Linked DNA regions of Mus musculus: all the other regions are linked to region 1. Evidence: chromatin contacts called from public Hi-C and promoter capture Hi-C data. All regions are on one chromosome and are shown on one strand. The core of a region is the stretch at or near the end of the contact, and the rest is flanking DNA. Distances in the headings are between cores, read along the strand shown.

Evidence for each region. Promoter capture Hi-C pulls out the DNA fragments that hold promoters and counts their contacts. A called contact is a pair of places that touch in the nucleus more often than the background predicts.
Region 2: a contact with region 1 is called in a promoter capture Hi-C map of pre-B cells, with 2.6 times the contacts expected there. The contact joins the promoter of Trappc11 here to the promoter of Spcs3 in region 1. A contact is called at or near these places in 1 of 39 promoter capture datasets (pre-B cells) and 1 of 484 Hi-C or Micro-C datasets (CD4 T cells).
Region 3: a contact with region 1 is called in a Hi-C map of regulatory T cells, with 11 times the contacts expected there. The contact joins the promoter of Ing2 here to the promoter of Spcs3 in region 1. A contact is called at or near these places in 1 of 39 promoter capture datasets (pre-B cells) and 2 of 484 Hi-C or Micro-C datasets (CD4 T cells and regulatory T cells).
Region 4: a Hi-C map of neutrophils shows a contact between it and region 1, with 19 times the contacts expected there. The contact joins the promoter of Cdkn2aip here to the promoter of Spcs3 in region 1.
Region 5: a contact with region 1 is called in a Hi-C map of CD4 T cells, with 7 times the contacts expected there. The contact joins the promoter of Nek1 here to the promoter of Spcs3 in region 1. A contact is called at or near these places in 1 of 39 promoter capture datasets (pre-B cells) and 1 of 484 Hi-C or Micro-C datasets (CD4 T cells).

The regions. Positions count from the first base shown.
Region 1 is chr8:54,528,676-54,531,365 of GRCm38.p6, forward strand. It overlaps Spcs3 (signal peptidase complex subunit 3 homolog (S. cerevisiae)), which reads right to left and starts at 1,323. Exons shown (of 5, transcript NM_029701.1): 1 at 1,088-1,323. The coding sequence starts at 1,230.
Region 2 is chr8:47,532,131-47,534,820 of GRCm38.p6, forward strand. It overlaps Trappc11 (trafficking protein particle complex 11), which reads right to left and starts at 1,340. Exons shown (of 30, transcript NM_177240.3): 1 at 1,189-1,340. It overlaps Rwdd4a (RWD domain containing 4A), which reads left to right and starts at 1,515. Exons shown (of 8, transcript NM_203507.3): 1 at 1,515-1,813. The coding sequence starts at 1,790.
Region 3 is chr8:47,673,769-47,676,458 of GRCm38.p6, forward strand. Ing2 (inhibitor of growth family, member 2) reads right to left here and starts at 1,391. Exons shown (of 2, transcript NM_023503.3): 1 at 738-1,391. The coding sequence starts at 912. It overlaps AA386476 (expressed sequence AA386476), which reads left to right and starts at 1,623. Exons shown (of 1, transcript NR_166692.1): 1 at 1,623-2,690.
Region 4 is chr8:47,712,618-47,715,307 of GRCm38.p6, forward strand. It overlaps Cdkn2aip (CDKN2A interacting protein), which reads right to left and starts at 1,314. Exons shown (of 3, transcript NM_172407.3): 1 at 903-1,314; 2 at 271-401. The coding sequence starts at 1,153.
Region 5 is chr8:60,991,851-60,994,540 of GRCm38.p6, forward strand. Nek1 (NIMA (never in mitosis gene a)-related expressed kinase 1) reads left to right here and starts at 1,343. Exons shown (of 33, transcript NM_175089.4): 1 at 1,343-1,913.

The DNA.
Region 1 (2,690 bases), core at 73-2,572:
GAAACACAAATACTTTATGCGGAGCAGGCCACAAGATAATCTGGAACGCAGCACCTGATTATAAGCACATGCCATATGTCAGAGCCAACATGCACTTTCCACAATTATCTGAAATCCATACAACAATCCTTCCAGTGACTTTCTTCACTTACAACAAATGTTAACACCTGCGACTGCAAGAAACCTGTTTAAGATCACAATGTTTAATATGTTTCAAGTTTATCTAGGTCACCACAGAAGGTGATGGCAGGGCCGGTATCTAAGCTACGTCTATTTAAATCACCAATAGTACCTAACAAAAAGTGTTGGGGATAAAAATGAAAAATCAAAAGCAGCAGCAGTAGTAAGAGGAGACACTTACTGGTGATTCTGACAAACAAATTAGTAAACCAAGGCTAAAAGAACGGGCAGATTGTAGAGGACAGTTCACACAGAGCATACAGGAATTAAAACCACTGCGTGAAAGATAAAAGTGCCAGAAAAATGGAGGGAAATGCTATAAATAAAACAGGCAGTACGGGAAAAGAACAGTCATTTCGAAATTCTATTTTTAATGTCTCCTAAGACTTATTCAGGTTGCTGGCTAAAGAATGACGTTAAAAATAACAAGAAACTGGGATGTTTAAACCGCCCCTGTGCATCCTGCACATCCTAACTTCAAGGCAGCAGCTGCCAAGTAGTGTGTCCACGAGGGACAGACAGACGTCTTCAGGGACTGTCAAAGAGAACCAACTGGGGCTGGACGTGACACCAGAGCCACCCACCGAGGCGCCTGGATGGACACCCAGGCCAGGGGGGACTGGGGACTGGCTGAGGTCCCCACGCGCGCTTGCAGGCGGGGAGGCGCCGGGCGGAAGCGCGGGTGTGGGTGTGCTGTTGTGTTGCTCCCTCATTGGCCCGGGTGGGTGAGGGACGTGCAGAACAGGAAGGAAGGGGAGCGCTGACCCAGGCCACTCGGGAGACGACCGCGCAGGGCTGGGGTCTGAGGGCCCCGGGACGCGCGTCCGCGGAGTGGACGGCCCGCGGCGAAGCCCTCGGGGACCGCGCACACAGCCCCGGGCGGGGCCGGCCGGCCGGCCGCACTCACAGCATGATCCGCGAGACGTGCAGCCGCACTGGGACGCTCCTGTCTTTGAAGGCGGTGGTGATGAAGCAGCCGAAGGTGAGCGCCGCCATCACGCTCAGCGAGAAGGCGAACAGGGAGTTCGCGCGCGACAGGACGGTGTTCATCGTGGCGACCTTTCCCTCCCGGGCCCCGGCTCCCACACTCGCACTTCAGGCTCTGCTTCCCGCGGCCGACCAGTCCCCGCCCACCCGCGCATCGGGTGCGCACGTCCCGCCCCGCCCCCTTTCCGGTCCTCCGACGGGAGCGCGCACGCTCCCACACCCTCTGGGTCCCACCCACTGGGCGGCCGTGCACGCGCCGGAAGGCGGTGCTTTCAGTGAATCCGCCAATCATCAAAGAGCACGGGGGTTGGGCTTTGCCACGGGGGTGTGGGGGGAGACCCGCCTCCTCCACTGCTCAGTTGTTCCATGGCCTCTGTGGCTTGGTAGGGAAGTAGCATTTTGCGAGTTGACCTTCAGTTAAGTTTATAGGGACAGCGGCCCCTTAACTGTTCTGTGGTAGTCACTTTTCAAAACGCGTGGTCCCAGCTCACCTCTATCAAAGCTGGTAAAGTTGGACATTTTTGGAAAGGAGGAAAAATGAAATCAATCAGGCACCTAAATAGCAGTCAGGGACACCAGTGTTGGTATGCAGCCTTCGCACTAGACAATTAGTCAAATCCCTGTTGCTTTGCTTTCAACAGAGAACCGAACCTCTACTTAAGTTACGTGTTTTATACCACAATCCCAAATATTTCCACTTATCCAAAATAGGTTGTTGTACAACAGCTGCTGTAAACCATGAAACGGTGTTAATGAGAAACTGATATTGATTAAACTCCTCTCAGTCATTACCATGCAATTAATTTTCATACAGCATACAGGCAGGATCATTAAGAATTGCCTAGTGCATATTCTAGGCCTCGAATGGAGAGTGTAACAGAATAGACCCTGGCTCAAATAGAATAGAGCCAATAAATGAAATATGTAGCAGTTATAGTCAGAGTGGTCTTTAGATGTGTTTAAAACCTTGGTTATTCAATCTCTCGGGTAGCCACACTGTATTCAGTGAAGGAAGGTTTTAATAAATAGTTACTGTGCTGCAAGTGAGACACAAAAGTATATTGATCACTTTGTATAAACCCTACTGAGGTTTATAACTGAGTAAAGTTATCAAAATCAAAGCAGCAGCTTAAATTATAAAACAGGTATAAATACTGAGGGATGCTACATAGTGCTAGAGACAAAATGAGGAAGCCATGTATGTGGTGAGACAGAACAAATCAACCCACACACTACCTAGTATTATTACTATAGAGTAACTTAGAGAAAGGATGCCTCTTGTTACAGATGATGAGTGCCAGGATACATGCTATGAAATATACTGAACACTTAGAGGTATATGTAAGACACACCCAATAATCTGTTCCCAGTAGGTAAAGAAGTACCTGTGAAACAAAAGACTGAAGTGTACCTGGGAAAGTAATGGCCTGTTGGATGCTGTGGAGATATTTAATCTCAATTGGGGTCTTAACCCCACCTTTGATCATTCAGTTCCTGGATAAAAAGACACACACAACCTTTAT
Region 2 (2,690 bases), core at 90-2,589, 7.0 Mb before region 1:
CCTTTTCCCTTGATCTTAGAGGCTCCAAAGAAATAGCTGTGGCCCTTGAATATTGACCGGCTATAAGGGGAAGTAGAATAAACTTGCAAAGTTTTAAAATTAGCACCACCTGAGAGGTATACAGCATGAATCAAAGAAAAAAAAAGTCAAAATTTCCAGCAGTTATGTTAGAAGGGAAAAGAGAAGTTGGCTCAGAAAGCACTCCTGAAAACCCATCATTGGAGAGGCAGAGGCAGGGGGCAGTTTCAGGCCAGCCAGGGCTATGGAGATATCAAAGACAGCCTCCCAACTCCCCCCCAAAAGAAAAAGAAAGATGTGGGATTTTAGATATATTCTATTTTAGCCAACAATATTTTCCAAACATCATTATAAGTTATCGATGAACTTGTAAAAACCTATTTGTGCATTGTCTTCAAGCCTGTGCGTATTTTATAGGAACTGCACACCCTCCGTTAAACTAGCAGATTTCAAGTGCTCTCTAGCCTTCCCTTAGTTACTGGCTCTCACAGCTGACAGTGTAAATCTTTTCCAACAACGTCATGAAAACTACACCAGCAATCCCGGCTTTATTCTACCTTACAAGCTTGGACACTTGCAATGGTCCTGACTATGCTGTAGGAAAATTTAAAAAGGAACGGAACAGGACAAGTGTTGACTGAATAGATTTCAGTGACACACAGGAAAGAAATCGCTTCCTGATTTCCCGGAAAATAATGGAGAAACCAAGCAAACCATTGACAGAGAGGGAACATGGAGAAGTACAAAGTTAAGTCCTCAGCACCAGATCACCTCGTCAGTGCAATCTATCATAGAAGAGAAACAAGCTAACCCAATCAGAGTATCTACTAAAGAAGACGGCTATCAATAAACAGGTGGTTTGGGATGCAAGTCACCGGCTAACAAGCAAGGATTCAGAGACATCCGATTGCAAAACGCTCAAATGAAGAACCAAAGGGCTGTCCCTAGGATCTCAGCATTAGGCTCTAGTAGCTGCCACTGGGCAAGGAGAATAACCTCAAAGTCCTAGAAACTGACATTATTTTCCTCCACCACTCCCACCTCTCTGGCAATAATTCTTTGCAGGGGAAGGAGAAACGCCAAGATTGCATCGGTGGACGCCAAGGGGAAACGCAGGCCACCAAGCCAGCCGGGATAGCCTGGCCTGGAAGGTCTCTGGGCCCAACTCACCCTGGCCGCACGCCCTGGACCCGCTGCAGCTGCGGCGAGTCGCCGTCAGCCCCGAAAGAGGCAAGAGAGCCAGGCAGGGGCGTCTAGGAATGCGGCCACCGACAAGCAACAGCCCCAGCCGCAGACCGGGCGACAGAAGGCGACACTTCCTTTTCCCCGCCTCCGCTGGCACAGGAAGCACTTCCTGGGCTTGAGTGACAGCACTCCACACCAGTCCTGGAATAGAACGGGTTTCCTTGTTAGGAAGGTGTTCCATTTCCTAGAGGAGAAAGAGTTGGGGGCGGAAAGAGAAGGAGCCAATAGGAGACGCGATCGTGAGAAGGGGCGGGGCTTCCTCGGTACCGCCCATCAGTAACTGGTCAGAGGTCTAGGTGTCCCTTAACGTGATCCCGGTTCCCGATCACACATAACGCGATCCTGGGTTCCCGGCCCACAATCGACTGCCGGTGGCTTGGTGCTGCCGAGGATCTGGAGCGCACGAGGTCGTACCCACGGCTGCGAGGAGGATTTCTCTAGACCGAGGCGCGGAAACGGGGTGCCCCGGCCTCCCGCCCGCTGCCCGCCCGTTCATCGCGGTAGCGAACGCCGTGCGCCCGGCACGATGGGTGCCAACGAGGACCAAGAGGTGAGAACCCAGGACTAGACACCCCTGTCCCGGCGCAGGTCACGACGTGGAGCACCCAGACTTCGCACGTGTCCTTTGCTCTGAGAACCTTCTTCGCCTGTCCGGATGTCCCACGTTGGTGGTTCCCCTGCCAGATAGCACTGGGCAACCTTATGGCCAGCAAGCACGAATGGGTTACGTGAGACTCAGCCTCCCGCTTCCCTCATTTGTCATTTTTGTATTTAGGTCTTCCTAGATTTCCTTGGTAAGATGAGTGTCCTTGGTCCACGACCCTAGAGCACTTGGCCGTCCTTAAATCCCTTGTGTGGCTTAGCGCTTGTGTGTCGAGTTATTCTGTCTTCAAATCTGAACGCCTTTAAATTTGAAAACTTGTGGTCTCGTGGAAAGGGTCGATCGAGTAAGTAAAATCTCTACAGAAAAATGAATGACCCTGGTGTTTCGGTTTCTGTCCATAATGCTCAGTGAAGTCACTCCTCAGTCTGTTGTTGAGGGATATACAATATTTTTGAGCATCCTCATGTCAATCAGAATTTTGTAGTTTGTGTTTTGGTTTTTGTTGTTGTTGTTATTGGTGGTGGTGGTTTGTTTGCTTTGCAAAATATCAAAGTCGGAAGGAATAGGTCCTATAAATCACCTGTCATTGAACTTTCCAACTCTGTAATGTGTCCAGATGAAAAAGGAAAAAGAGCACCCTAGCTTGGTGAACGTGGTAGAGTAAGGATTAGAAGATAAATCCCACCTGGCGGTAGTGGTGTACGCCTTTAATCCCAGTGTTAGGGTGGCAGAGGCAGGCTGATGTCAGAGTTTGAGACTAGCCTGGTGTTCCAAAAATGCCTTCTCAAACAAAGAAGACAAATCTTATGTAGCAGTAGACTCC
Region 3 (2,690 bases), core at 141-2,640, 6.9 Mb before region 1:
CCTGCAGGCCCCGCCCCTAGGCCGGACCCTCCCCGCCACACACTCACACACACACGCACACACACACACGGACGCACACACATACACAACACACACACCCCTTCTCCGTCTCGCCCTGCGGGGGAACCCCTCCCCCTTTAACCATTTGGCAGTAGCCGAAGAAGGGCTGAGTGAGACACCGGGCGGCCCGGAACTTTCCCCGGGGCGAGAGGGAAGCACAGACCGTCCCAGTCCCGCGCCACGCCGGGAGCTGGAGGGGGGTGGGGGTGGGGGGAGAGGCATCTCCCGAGTCCACCTCCGCCGTCCTCTCGCCCCCTCCCCCCCATACGTTCCAATGCATCTGCTCGCAGACGGAGGGAGCCCCAGCAGGCAAGGGGCTAAGCAGGCCCAGCACCCCGGTCCAGCCCCGCAACCCTGCTCGTTGCACACTCTCCAGCCCCGGGCAGGACAGTGTGCGGCACCCAACCGGCAGGCACCGGAACAAATGCTCGCTTAAAAATGGCTGATTCCCGTCCGCGGCAGCTGCAGCCAGCCGCCGGAGCTGCAACGGGGGCTGACGGACGGGCGGTCCTCGGAAGTCCTCGTCAGCCGCAGCCGGGACAGGGAGGGCCGCGAGTGTGCTGTGCCGTCCCCCCACCCAGACACACACACACACACACACAACCGCTTCCCGGCCCCACACACCAGATCGCTCGGTGCACTCGGCGCACACTGTCACCCGAAAGAAGGGAAAGTACCTTGGTATTTGTTGTCCAGCTCCCGCAGCACCGACACGTTCCTCTGCATGTCGTGGGGCAGCGACTCCACACACTCCAGGTAGTCCTGCACGTAGCAGGAGAGCAGCCGGCTCCGCTCTCCGGTCAGGAGCGCGGCCGACGAGTACAGCTGCTGCTGCTGCTGCTGCCCTAACATCCTGCCGCCGCCACCACCACCACCGCCGCCGCCGCCGCTGCTGCTGCTCCTCGCCGCCGCCGCCGCCGCCGCCTCCGCATCCAGCAGCCACACATGCAACAGCCACGACCGCCGCTCCTCCGCTCGGCAGCCCGGCGCCGCGGGGACACGGCCGCCGCTCGAGAGGGCACCGCCGAGTCCCCCGATCTCCACTCCCCCAAGAAGAAGCCCTTACTCCCCGCCCCCGCGGTAACAAGCCCAGGGGCGGGGCGAGACCGGGGCTCCCTCCGGCCCCCTCCCTCTCTAGGAGAGCGAGCAGCGGGGTTCCCCGCGGCCGATGGCGCCGGGGCTCCCAGGCAGCGACGCTGGCTGTCCCCCCCGGGGACTCCCCAGACACTACCGGGGCTGCCCGGTCGCCCGGATCCCCGTGACAAGCCCCTCGCTACCCTCTCGCCTCTCTATCAGCCTCCGTGCCTGTCGGAGTCTCACAGGACTAGTCCCCGCCCCTTGGCCAGCGACCGCATCTGCGCCTGCGCAGCACTCACTCCTAATAAGGCTGGGGCCCCGCCCCTATCGTCCTACCGAAGAGTTCGCATTCTCCCGCCTTCCCTGCGCCACCCGGGCGATTGGTCTGTCAGCTCTCGCCTGGGGGCGGGGGGAGGGTGCGGAGGCCGGCCAAACGGCAGGCCGCGCCCCGCCCCCTCTTAAAGGGACCGCATGGCTGAGCCTGCCCCCTTCGACCGAAGTCCTGACGGTTGCCCCCGAGAGGCCGGGCGACCGCTCTCTTCGTTTCTGTTCCCCTACAGGGATAGGAAGCGCCGGCTCGGCTCGCTCGGCCCCGAGTTACCGACCTTGCCTCCATCTGGCGGATCCAGCGCCTCCCTCGCGAGCCTCCAAGACAGCAGCGAGCGGCCCCTGGGCGCCGCTGGCCGAGTGAGGCCTGAGGGGGAACTAAGGCGACCCAGGGTGCAGCGGGCGCGGCTCCGGGCATGCGCGGCGACTTCCCGCCGAGCGCCCCGCGGCCACGGTCCCGGAGCACCGGGGCGGACCGCGGAGGTAGGCGGTGCGCCCTCTGCCCTTTTAAATGCGGACTCCCCGCCTTGCGTGCGGCCCCTCCACCCCCCAGCGCCGGGGTGGCTCTCAGGGTCTGCTCCCCCTCCTCGCGCTTAAGAGTTTGGTTTAGGGAGGTGGCAAGGCTGCACGCCGCCCCGGTCCCCAGTCCCAAACCATCTTAAGGAAACTGTTGTCAGATGTCGAATCGCCTAGGCATCACCCGCCAGCGAGGACACACAGTCCTCACTGTCTTTTCACTCGGCTTCACCACTAGCCAGCAGGGGATCAGTGCAGATGGGATTAGAAATCGGATCAACCACCGAGTGCGGTGCTTTCCGTGTGAGGGATTATCCGCCTTACTCCCCCAGTACCATCAGTGAAATGCCGGTAGGAGGAGCTCACTGTAATTACGGATAGACTTCCGGAATGTATATAAATATGTGAGCTGTTTTGGTTTTGGTTCTCCCCCCCCCCCCCAACCGAAATAGGTATAAGAAAGAGTAGTCGCTTAATTCAGATGAGATGCCCAATGGGAGCGGCGTCTTTGAATGAGAAGAGAGAAAACGCCAGAGTGCTAAGTTTGGGTGCTCTTGCCCGGTTTGCAGCGCTATACCTGTTGCCCGGCCTGTTCAGCACACTTTCATACAGTGGGGTATATTAAGCAGCTGTTGGGATGCCAAGGGAAACCTAGGTCCTGGTCTAGATGAAAATTTGGATTTCGACAAAACACAACGCGGAATTCGGCG
Region 4 (2,690 bases), core at 64-2,563, 6.8 Mb before region 1:
TCAATTAATATGATTAGTTTTTAATATTAAATTAACAGCATCAGACATTGGACTTGAAAATCTAAAAGTTAATCAAATTCAGCACCAAAACAGACAGACAGACTCAGACAGACACACATACACACACAGTGTAGCTTTAACATTTTAACTAGATTAATACAGCATACACATTCTGGATTGTTAAAAAAAATTAGTAATGACAGCGATTCCTAATTTTATAAAGCATATTTTCTAAACTCCTATGTATGTTCACATCTATGATCTGCTAACCATTGCTACTTGATATCCCTCTTTTCTTCACCTTGGCAACCAGTTCGTCTCGTGTGGTATGGATTGGAGCATCTGTCACTTTGATGCCTTCAGCCATACTAAGAATTTTATCCATAACTTTTTGAGGGTACCTGAAAAAGAAGCAAAAGTCGCTCTCAAGAAGTGGTTTGTTTTTGTTGTTGTTATGCTTTATTTTTTTTTTTCCGAAAGTACTGGCAGCGTGAGGAATGCAGGAGTGCGCAGACTGCATTTCCTGGTCGTGATCAAAGTGTACGAACCGCGCGACAATCGAAGATGGCCCAGACGAATGCCCTAAGGGCTCGGGAGGCGGGTCTGTGCCAGGGAACCTTTAAACTCGGGGTCTCCCGGGCAGATACTGTCAGCTAAGCACCAACAACTCCATCTGCCGGGCGCATACCACCCGGACGCCCGGCAACTGTGAGGTCGGGGACAGCCCCGGACGCCCTTCCTGCTCTCCCTCCGAGGACCCACAGTGTCACACCGATTCCCGCGCTTCCCAAGCGGCCCTCCCCAGCGTCGCCGGTCCCCGCGAAAGCGCTCCCCGGCCAGCGGCAGGGGGCGTGGAGCAAAGCCCGGAAGGCTGGCTGGAGAGCGACGCTCCCTCCACTCACCGGCACCCTAGGAAGACATGGTTCGCCCAGGCCATGGAGAAGGAGACCAGCTGCTGGAGCTGCCGAGTGCGGGCTCCGCTCTCCGCGTCCGCAGTCTCGTCGGTGGCGGGGACCAGGTCCCCGGCATTGCGAAGCAGAAACTCCCGGCGGTGGCGCCAGTGTTTGTCCGTCTCGCCCTCGCAGCGCAGCGTCTCCACCCAGGCGGCTACCCGCGGGTTTTGGCTCAGGTACTCGGACACCTCCTGCGCCATGTTGGGGACCCTGCGGGACGGGGAGAGCGCAAGCGCACGGAGCCCCGGGGGCGAAGCGGCCCTGTGTCAGCGCGGCCTGCACCGGCGGCCCTCCCGAGAACGCCCCTCCAGGAGCCCAAACCCCAAACAACAGAACAAGGCGCCGACGAACCGCCCACTTCCGCCGGCCACCGCCTCGCTCCCTTTTATAACCTCGCCGCCGCCGCTGCCGCCGCGCGCACACGCGACCTTCCGGCGCGAGCGCGTCCTCCCAGGATGCTTTGCAGCGCCCAGTCGCCAGCGACTCGCTCGGCGGTCGCGCCGGCGGAGGCGGGGCCGAGGCGACTTCAGCGGCCAGCGGCCCTCCCCGCCCTCGGCGCCTAGGGGCGGCCGCTGGGGCGTTCCGCCGGCGCTTTGTGACGCCGCGCTCCGGGGGGCCGGGAGAGGGGGGCGGTGGGACAAAGCGGGCGGAGCGCGGAGACCTGGAGGCGTCCGAGTTGCCGCCCCGCCCCTCCTGCGCGTTCCGCCCTCGGACGCTCGCGGTCGCACGCGGCCAAAATAAACAAAAGCTGGCTTCCGCGCCTGCGCCCTGCCGCGAAAGCCGCTGAACCCTTGGGCCCGAGGCTCGGAAGGTCTCCGGGCGTTTGGGGACCTGCGGATGCCTTGTGGGATGGGGACAATAAAAGTACCGAGCACGGTTGTAACTTAACGACGAGCACAAGCGGCTCCTCCAGTTGGATCTAACCGGCTCTTTGAAACCAGGCCTTTGCGCTTGCGCCCCACGATCTGGCTGGGTTTCCGCGGTTTCTTAAGTTCCTGGTTCAACCCGCTTCCTCTCCCTTAACGCTTTTGGTCCCCGAACTATAAATGACCCCGTGCCAACTGGTTTTAACTGTTAATCCCGGTTGGACCAAAATGGAAATGTATCTGCTTATCTCGTCCTGGCCTCAGTCCTCAAGAGCAACTGCTTCTGCATTTGTTTTGTTTTGTTTTATGAGTTCGATTTTTTGCTTGCATGTGTGTCTGTGCTACATGTGTGGGCCTGGTGCCCTTGGAGGCAAGAGAGCAATGGCTCTCCTGGAGTTGAGTTGACCCAGGATTTTGAGCGCCCTGTGGGTGCTGGGAATTGAACCCAGCGCCCTGTGGGTGCTGGAGGTCTTCTCTAAGATCTCGTACTACTGAGCCATCTCTCCAACCCATGGATTTTTTTTTCTGGCGTGTTTATTAACATTTCCAAGTCTAGGTATGTGTCAATAAATCAAAGGATCAATGTAATAATATGAGATAGTGATAAATTATGTAATTGAATTTTCCCTCAATAGATTTTTGCGTTTTGTTGTGAAAATGCTTAAATCAGAATAATCACGCAAAAATTCAGTCATTTGGTTACTAAACTTGATAGCCATGGGCCTGTGCCCCAACACTGTTCAGCTCCAATAAGGCAATTAGAAGGGACACGTTAGTAGTGGAAAGCAGGAAAAGGCTTTCAAAGAGGCCACACTGGCAAGGAGAGACAAAGCACCCCTTTAATTCCAGCACTCTGGAGCAGAGGCAGGGG
Region 5 (2,690 bases), core at 93-2,592, 6.5 Mb after region 1:
TTGGGTGTGTGGGATGGGGAAAGGATGGAAAAGAGAAATCAACTGTCTACAGATCTTAGGCAAGGTCTATGCAGCCTCGGTAGTGTTCCATTCACACGAATGGAACAATGTGGACAGCAACTATGGCTGTATACAAAGACACTATCCTCTTCCTGCCTCAAGTATGGACTTCTAGAGTGCCATCCTCTAGCTCACTGAGTAGAGCTACTCGGGATGACACCAGGCTTGTTCTCAACTGTTTCAATTCCTGCATCGAATGATTTTTAGTCTACTGTACATCGTCAGTCCCTTCAGTATAAAGTGTATATACAGTAAACATAAAGGTGTAGGACACTGTAATGTAACTTTGTATTCTAAAAATTAAAGATAAAACTGCTTCGTTTAAGTTCACGAAGTAACTGTGGATATGTGCATAAGTTCAGGTCCCGGTGCTTGCAGAAGATGCTCCTGAAGTTGTTACAGGTGAGTTAACCAGACCAAGGTTTGCGTCCCAGAACCCTGGTCTTCTGTCTTCAGAGATGAGCTGTTTGAGCCATCCCTTAAAATAACTTTTTAAAGGGCATTGTACTTAAAGAAAAATTACTTGTAAATATTTGGCATCCTCAGTTAAGTAATGAGCGCTCAAATTAAAAGTACCTTATCTGTGTACCGTGTGGGAAAAAGTTGTTAATATGCTCTCTTCAGTCTGAGTCAGATTCCTGAGCGAAATTCCCGCCTTCACTCAGCCTAATTCTTTCCGGTTTTACTTTATTCTACCGACACCCGTCTTTCACATGCTCCTTTGAGCTTGGAGTACCTCACGCTCTCCCTTTGGTGCTTGGAGTTTTTAACTCTTGAAGTTGCTCCAGTCTCCACCTCCCCGCCCCCAGTCCCCGGTGCTTGCACCAATGCACTTGCCCAGTCCTTTCTCTAGTCCCAGTACTTCCTAGCTCTTTTGGCCCAAACATATTCCAATGGCCCCGCCCCTTGACGATGCCCCGCCCCATTCCCCCGTCCCCGATTCTGCCCTACCCATCCCCGGCTTGCTACGCTCCGCTCCCAAACCGCCCTTTTTAGCTTTTACCTACCACAGGCCCCCCACTCACTGCACCCTCTCCCTAGCCTCTCTCTCCTCTAGGCCGGCCTCTGGTCCTTCACGCTCCCCGCTAGCTCAGCTGCTGGCTGAGAGCCGGGTCCCACTAGCTTTCCTATTCCGTAACCCCGCCCTTCCCCGGAGCCCCGCCCCATCACTCTTAGTCCAGCCCCGCCCCGCACGTACAGTCCGTTCGCTTCGCCTGGCCCCGCCCCCCGCAGATCCCGGCTCCTCCCCTGCAGCGCCACAAGTCGGCTCCTGCGCGCTGACGTCACACGCCAGCGACAGTGACGCGAGGGCCGTTCCCCTCTCCTCAGCAGTAGCTCTATGGTTTCAGGGCGGCAACGTGCAGCGTCCTTACCTTGAGCCTGTGCAGTTGCCCTCACCCCGGAATCCATAGTCACTGTGACGAGGCGGGAGGACTTGGGCGACAGGTAGCCTCCCAGTCCCACACGCTGCGGGTCCGCGCCTGGCCAAGCCACCTCGACCTGTGAAGTTGGGGGCGGTACCCAGCAACTCCCCCTGTGCAGCCGCCGTTTCCAAGGGGTCAGGAACCGCTGTGTTTGTTTCGTCCGCGTAGCCAGGGCGGGTCGCGGAGTACTGTGCCTGACCCGACGGTGGCAAGTCTGACGCGTCAGCCAGAGACCGGTGCCCGGTGTAGGAGTCGCAGCCTGGGCTGTGAGCGGCTGCTGGGTAGACAGACTTGCTTTCTCTTACAGCATGTCATTTCCAAAATGCATCGTGGTGCTTCTGCCTTAAGTCCTATAGGAAGACACTGCCGCCACTAGACCGGTGCTTATGGTCGCCACTGTTATTCTGACTCAGGTCCCGTGTCATTGAGGTGAGTTGCGCGTGGGAAAGCAGTGACAGGCAGACAAGCAGAATGGTGAACTCACCGGGAGTGAGGAGACCTGTATAGATCTGTGGAGTGCATGGATACTCGCCTTAAGTGTTTGCGCCTAAAGCACCTTCTCCTTAAGTTGTTAATGGGGAGGACTTGTGTATGGCTCAAGGCAATTCTTTGGTATTCTAAAAAGATAACGCTCTCTTAAGAGACGATAAACTAATCTAAGTAGATGATAAGTCACTTAAATAGATTAGATTAGATGCCTGTATATTTTAATGAGAAAAATAGCAGTTAACTGGTTACCCTAAAGCTTTCCATGGTTTGACACAATTTCCACGTGTAAAGTATTAAAAGTTTTGCCACTTTAATAATTCAGTGTAACTTTGGGAAGGGGTCTTGGGGATTGGATGACAGGAACTCATTTTTGCTAGGCAGGTGATCTGCCACTGAGTTATATACCCTGCCCAATGTTTTATTCTTCCCTGTAAGATCTCCCTAGAAGCAGAAATATTTTTACTGCCTACATAAATCACATCGGAAATGTTTGTGAAGGCTTAAAAGCCCTAGTCCATCTGAGCTTTCACGGTGATGGGCTTTGCTTATGCTGCAGTAAGTGGAGGTGATGGGCAGCAGCCAGATGGAAAAAGAAGCAGTTCTTTGTTTCTAGTTTCTAGGATCTAGAGGTCTACATTTAAAATGGCCTCTTGTTCTGGTGAAACCAGAGTAACAGATTTTGTGGGGAAACTGGTTTTTACACTGAAAAAGAAAGTC